Regions from separate parts of the Mus musculus genome. Here region 2 is linked to region 1. Evidence: chromatin contacts called from public HiChIP or PLAC-seq data. All regions are on one chromosome and are shown on one strand. The core of a region is the stretch at or near the end of the contact, and the rest is flanking DNA. Distances in the headings are between cores, read along the strand shown.

Evidence for each region. HiChIP or PLAC-seq counts read pairs in DNA pulled down with a chosen protein or histone mark.
Region 2: an H3K27ac HiChIP or PLAC-seq map of the NIH/3T3 cell line shows a contact between it and region 1, with 5 times the contacts expected there. The contact joins two enhancer-like sites. A contact is called at or near these places in 5 of 484 Hi-C or Micro-C datasets (adipose-derived mesenchymal stem cells, embryonic fibroblasts and uterus) and 2 of 115 datasets of contacts at active chromatin or transcription factors (the NIH/3T3 cell line and fibro-adipogenic progenitors).

What each region holds. Positions count from the first base shown.
Region 1 is chr2:148,183,041-148,186,504 of GRCm38.p6, forward strand. No RefSeq gene overlaps it. Among named protein-coding and RNA genes, the nearest start is that of Gm36597, 14 kb to the left of the region's middle. Within about 2 kb of position 1,846, at least 54 of the 459 cell types and tissues checked have an H3K27ac peak or open chromatin away from gene starts, as enhancers often do. A contact at or near this core is called in the NIH/3T3 cell line and embryonic fibroblasts, where this site is marked.
Region 2 is chr2:148,520,635-148,524,098 of GRCm38.p6, forward strand. It overlaps Gm46770 (a long non-coding RNA gene), which reads right to left. Exons shown (of 4, transcript XR_001783504.1): 4 at 4-59. Among named protein-coding and RNA genes, the nearest start is that of Gm46770, 40 kb to the right of the region's middle. Within about 2 kb of position 1,652, at least 136 of the 459 cell types and tissues checked have an H3K27ac peak or open chromatin away from gene starts, as enhancers often do. A contact at or near this core is called in the NIH/3T3 cell line and embryonic fibroblasts, where this site is marked.

The DNA of each region.
Region 1 (3,464 bases), core at 596-3,095:
GGTCTTGGCTCTTCTGATTCTGCTGGCTGGAAGTCTTGTCCCTCCAACTACTACCTCCACTGAGCATCCCATGTCTATCTACTTGTTTGACTTTTGGGTTTTGGAATTTTTTTTACAGGTTCCTTCTTAGTCTTCCAAGTAGTGGGGTTACAGATGTGTGCCACCACACCTGGCACCCTGAGTCATTGGGAAGTTATGATGGCATAGCCTAAGCTGCTGGGTCTTTGGTTTGAACTCATTCTCTATAGGCACATGGTACACAGTGGACACTGGGACAGGCTGGATCTTGTACAAGAAGTACAAGAAGTGATCTGGGAATTAGTAAAAGATACCATGGAGGCACAAAACCTCCCTGCAGTAGAAGTATTTGAGAGGTATCTAGGGAATGGGGAATTTAACTGAGATTAGAACCATATGTAGGAGTTATCTGTAGGACAGGAAAAAGTGAGACTGAGGAAAAGAACATTTGAGGTTTCTGTGTGACCAGAAGGCTGACAAATCATCATCATCATTAAATACACACACACACACACACACACACACACACACACACACACACACACACACACACACACACACACACACAGCAGAGAGAGAGGCCAATGGTAGATCTGGGCCTGACTACAGAGAGGTTATGAGACTCCTGAACACTGGAGCTCCCTCTGAGCAGAGGGGAGGTGGTTAGTACTTGCTTTAATAGTGGCCCAATTTGAAGAGATTATTTTTATGCTATGTGTAAAACAGTGAATCAGAGGCTAGGTATAGGAGGGCAGAAAGAAGGCAGTTACAGTAGCCAAATGTGACCTTGGGTTTTGAGGTAGATTATGCAGCATGGACAGATGTGGAGAGGAGGTGGGCAGGTATGCGATACCCATTGAAGTTGTCTCTTTGGGGCTTGCTGCTCGGATTAATATGTGGTGAAGGAGCTTCCTGATTTTGTTTCTTGTTCTTGTGACAAAATATCATGAAGGGGAAAAAACAATTTAAGGGAGTTTGCATTTATTTGGCCACAACTCTAATATTACAAGAAGCACCTGGTCACATTACATCCATAGTCAAGAACAGAGAACAATGAATTCATGCATGCCAGTGTTTAGCCCACTTTCTCCTTGTCGCTCATTCTAGAGCCCAGTCCATGAAAAGGTGCCACCCACATTCCAGGTGAGTCTTCTGGCCTCATCTAAGGCAGCTTTGAAAATCCCCCACAGGTCCACGTATTCTAGACAAATCCTCACTGAGACTCCCTTTCCAGATGACTCTAGGTTGTGTCAAGAAGATAATTGGAAACCAACCAAGGTTTCAGCAGTTTGGGTTGGAGTGCCTGGATATATCTGAATGGGACTATCTGGAAGCAGAAGGAGGTAAGAGAATTATAGCAAACCTAGCCCCAAACTGCTAGTTGTGAAGGGTCCAGAAACCAAGGTTGGTGATGGAATGGTGCATTGTGCTTCAGCTTCTAGAAAATTGTCCACACTTCCCTCCTAGGGAAGATTCTAGGAAGTAATCCATATTAGCTTCCCAGAGGCAGGAAAGCATTGAACATCCAAGCTAGAACATTGACTTGGGGGACTGATGAGTTAGCAGAGAGACATGAACGTTGCAAAAATCTGGGACAGTAGTGGGAAACTGCAGTCAGTAATGGATGGTCAGGCTTCCCTTCCTGGGTCTCTGAGTAGACACATATCCCACATCCAGTTTTCTGTGTGTGCATCTGCTGTGAGAATGTGTGAGCAGCCCTGAGTTCTCCTATATTTCCGTGTGTGCAAAGCACAGAGAGTAGGAGGAGATGAGGAATGAATAGGAGATGACGACTAGGGAGATGGTCCCGTGCTCTGGCAAGCATGCTTGTGAGTCTTGTTCCTATGACACAGCTCAGCAGGGTGACTGTACAGGATGAAGTGAAAGTCATATTCAGAGAGGGTGGGTTTCCTGTGGGTGTCCACAAACCATGACGTGAAGACCGTGGAAGTAAAGGGAAATGGTAAGTGGGCTGGAAGTTCTAAAGGGCAAGAGGTGATGTGTGCCTTTCCAAGTGTAGAGAAAGGGCTGATTACACAAGCTTCTGATAAGAAAGTTCACAAGAACACGTCTATCCTGTTCCAGCCCATGGGCATCTCAGGAATGTGAGAGGAGCCATTCTTGGATGAGTCATAGGGCATGGAGACTTGGTGGTAAAAGCTTGCTTTTAATACCAACCTTCTATTCCATGTGCTTTTTCTTTAGAGGGTTACACTTTTTGACTCCAGAGGTAAGTGTGAGGCACCAGAGGAGCCAAGGACAGCATCTGGTTGTTCTGGTCTCACAGACCTGAAGGTGCTTATACTCTGAGCAAGAATGTCTAGTGGGTCTTTCTCAGTGTGTCCCCGATGCTTTGGAGGAGCAGTATCTAAGCCCTTGGATAGCAAGGATAACAAGTAGACCTGCCAACAGCCAGAGATACTGACTCCCAGTCATCCCACCTGCAAAAACACGGTTGCTGGTTTCTGAGCCACTGCTCCTAACAAGTCAGCCAATCTTTAGTGGGCTACTACATTCCACTTCTTTTTCTTTCTGTTCTGTTATGGCTGTCTGGCTAGTCTTCCTCTGAGCCCCTCATTCAGCTGAATGACATCATCCCCTGCACACAAGTTTGTGAGGCCTCTGATTTTACATTGTGCTTGCTCATTGACTGAATTAGGTGACATGGTCAAGGCCAGTAGTGAAGTACATTTTCCATCATTATAATAATCTCACAGGAAGTATTAAAGACTCCTAGTGACAGGTGAGTTCACAACTCAGAGATCTCTGGTTCACATCTCTTTATACTTGTGCTCAGTAGTGCAGGGAAAGTTATTTACCCCACAATAGAGAGAAAAAAATAGAATATTGTGTTCATTCTGTCGGAGTGGTGGTTATTGAGAACCAAAGTGGTGTCTGCCACAAAAAGGAAGGATCGCACATTATTCTAGGATAAAGAATGACAATATACAGGATTAATGTGGCTCATAATGTCTTTAGGGGAACAAGCCACTCATATAGATAAATTTAAAACATAATCCATAACATGAAACACCATAGATCAAAAACACTACTCATCGCTTATTAAACATCTATCAGTGGCTGTGATTTCTCATCATAGTAGGTCTTACTACCAAAGAAATCTGAATGAAAATGGTCTGGCTGAGATGCAGCTCAGTTGGTAGTGTGCTTATGTTCATACATGAAGCTCTGAGTTCACTCCCCAGCACCACATACAACATGCACATAATCCTAGCACTTGGGAAGTAGAGGCAGGAGAATCAGAAGTTTAAGGTCATTCTTGACTATATTGTGAGTTTGACACCAGTCTGGGCTACAGAAGAAATGAGGGAAAGAGAGAAGGAAGGAAGGAGAGAGAGAAAGAGGGATGGAGAGAGGGAGAGAGAGAGAGGAAGAGAGAGCGTGAAAGTGAGATTGAGAGGAAGGGCATGTAGGAAAGCAGTGAG
Region 2 (3,464 bases), core at 402-2,901, 340 kb after region 1:
TACCTTTGTAATGGATCCCGTCTTCTCCAAAGGGCACCTGCTGGTGTGGACTGGTTCTGCTAAACATTGAAGACGATGTCATAACCAAGAATTCCACCCTGGACCCATCCTGCAGGTAGCAAGCTTAAGAATGTTCTTCATAACCACAGGGGACTAGAGGTGTTTCCAAGTGAGTCCTAATTAGATCAGGGAAGCAGAGGCAGGAATAGTTCCAGAATGTACCCAAGGGCCAGAGCTAACCTGAGTATGACCAGAGTCACTGTTGATGTCTAGTCCAGATATCTTTTCTTTCTGCCAAGCCACTTCCTCTTTTCAACTTTACTTTCACTAGGTTTAAAAAAATAATAGCTGTCCCCAAGCAGCCACAGACAAATTTGTGTCACATTCCCAGCTTCTGATTTGGAAACAGGAGGGAAAGAAGGCAAAGAAGTACGTGAGGTACTTTACAAAGATTTCTTTAAAAGTAAAATGAAGCTGGGGAGATGCTGCTGTCAGTAAAATGGCTACTGTGTAATCACCAGGACCTGATGTCAGATCCCCAGCACACAAGTGAAAAGCCAGGCATGGGAACACACACCTGTAATCCCAGCATTGGAAACAGAGGGATCCCTGGAGCTCACTGACTACAGTCTAGCCAAACTGGCAAACTCCAGATTTAGTGAGCAACCCGGCCTCTAGTAATAAGGTGCAGAGAGTGGTTGAAGAAGACACCCAACTTCCACCTCTGACCTCTCTCGATATATACATGTATATGTGCACATAGGCACACATGCATGTACACAGGAACACGGTAATATATGCATACATAAGTATTTATAATGCAGATGCATACAGGCACAGAAGTAATTATAGTCTTAGAAAATTAAACATTAAGATTAACAGAATGCTCCATAGCTTTATAATGGATTTGGCAAATTGAAAAATATTCACAAAACTTTCCATGGAGAAAAATATCATTACAGCATGATTCTCCTATTGCCCCAATTTGCATACATTTACTCTCTCTCTGTCTCTGTGTGTGTCTGTTTCTCTCTGTCTCTCTGTCTCTGTCTCTGTCTCTGTCTCTGTCTCTCTCTCTCTCTCACACACACACACACAGGAGGGAGGGAGGGAGGGAGGGAAGGAGAGAGGGAGGGAGGGAGGGAGGGAGGGAGGGAGGGAGGGAGGGAAAAGAGAGAGACAGAGACAGATATGCATAGGCTAGTTTTCCTGCTAACCCATTTTCAGCCATTGTTGTGAGGATTAGAGTTTGGGTTCATTTCTTCACTTCCGCTGATTTTCCTCCAACAAATGTGCCTCACTTGCATAATAGCTCATGTTTTTAAGTAAATGGAAACAGCTACTCCCTGCTCCCTATCTACCCTAAGTGCTAAGCCTCAGGAATCTGGAACATCCATTTGCCTGAGGGATTGTGCCCAAGGGACCAAACTCATGGTAAGGCATGCAGCTTTCTCCTCTAACCCCACCTCTCCCTATGAATGAAATACAAGCCCAGGATTTCTTAGCCCAGCTGAGTAATCAGTGACGCAAGGGTGACAAGACATGACTCAAAAAGACAGAGAAAGTAGCGTCACTGTGCATGGCCCAGGAAGTTGCCTCAGTCCTCTCACTTGGAGTTCCAGGCGTTTAGGGGTCATGGCTTCTTCCTCTATGCTCCTTTTCTGGGTATGAAGCAGCGGCATGCAGGAAAGCAGTGGTTTGTGGGGAGGTCTAATGACCACAGTAAGCCATACCACAGTCAGTAGTCACATAGACTGACCCAAGTCTGGTAGTCAAAACAAGGAGCAGCAGGCAGGGGCATAGCATAGGGAGGAGGATGCTAGGATTTAGAGTTTCTGAAGCATGTGACATCTGCTATTCTTCTCTTCCTGTCGCCTATTGCTCAATAGTTGCTAAATAAAAGAGCAACCAGATAGGGGTTTCAACTCTGTTGGGTGTGCTCACTTTTTTAGTCATACATGTGGCTTATGGCTGTTGGGTCTTCTTTTGAATGCCCCCCAGAGAAGTGATTTGCTGCCTCATTTTAGAGAGCTGTACCAGTTTTTTGGTTTTTTGCTAGTTTGTTTTTTTGTTTTGTTTTGTTTTTGTTTGTTTGTTTGTTTTTTCCAAAACAGGGTTTCTCTGTATAGTCCTGACTGTCCTGGAACTTACTCTGTAGACCAGGCTGGCCTTGAACTTAGAAATCTGCTTGCCTCTGCCTCCCAAGTGCTGGGATTAAAGGCATGCGCCACCACACCCAGCGAGCTGTATCTGTTTTAAAGAAGAGAGTTTCCTTATTCTTAGAAGTGTGGCCCTTGCAACTGAGCATGTATACAAATCACTGAATTTAGGGTGGGCCGAGGAATTTGCATTTCTCTTAAGTCCCCAGAGAACTGAATTATGTTTTAATATAAAGACTTACATTCTGCATTCTATCCAGCACCACACACTGAAACTACTGATTTCCAAATACCAGTTTAACACTGACTATTTTTCTCTGCTTCCTCTTCATTCTCAAGTCCTGTAGGGAAAAGGCAGAATGCCAAAAAAATAAAGCAATACACAGATGCAAAACAAACAGACATATGTGCGCACACACACACACACACACACACACACACACACACACACATCTCTCTCTGCCCTGGCTTTAATATTAGGGAACACAGGGCAGGTCCTTTTCTGTTTTGTGTTCAGTCTTTTAAACCTGTGGGTGTGCCTCTCATGTCTTCTTTGGCTTTTCTCTTACCAACTGAATAAACAAGATAGGAAGCCATGGCCCAAAGACAACATTTTCTCTTCTGAGGTCCCAGCATACAGGATCTGTGAGCAGAGCTCAGACCACTTAGCAGGCTTATGCTACCTTCCTCACACTGAGGTCGGGTGAAGATGAAGATGGGGTAGCCTGTGCATCCATAAGCTGCACCCAACTTCCTATTAATGGCTTCTTATTTCCACACTGTGACTCCCAAAGGTTCCCATGAGGATAGGGTTGGAGGGCTGAGATCTTGTGGTGTAATCCTACAGTCCATCCCACGAGACCTCAGAATCAACACAGCTGGAGTCTCCCAGCTTTCCATTCGTGTGGACATGTCTGTGCTCCTAGACAAAATGTGCATGGACTGTCACCTTCTCCTACTCTGATAAGGAAGCTACTCATGGAGAGGGACAATCTGGGAGACCAGATACATGTTTTCAGGAGTCCCTTTCAGACATCCTCTGTGAGTCAATCTTTCATGGGAGAACTTCATCTAGATCCAGGTCCCCAGGTGGCAGGCTCTCTGAGGACAGGATTTGTCTCTTACAGTTGCTGAGAGCCCAAGACACAGCTCAATTCAAGGTCCAAGTTATGTGTTCTCCACAGTAATTGAGAGAAGCAAGCTTCACCCCATCTCTTGGAGTCGTAAACTTGACTCTAAACAGCAACATTACTGCAGTTTGTGTCTCTGGCCTCAGTCTACCTTTCTCCTCATTCCTGGTACCCT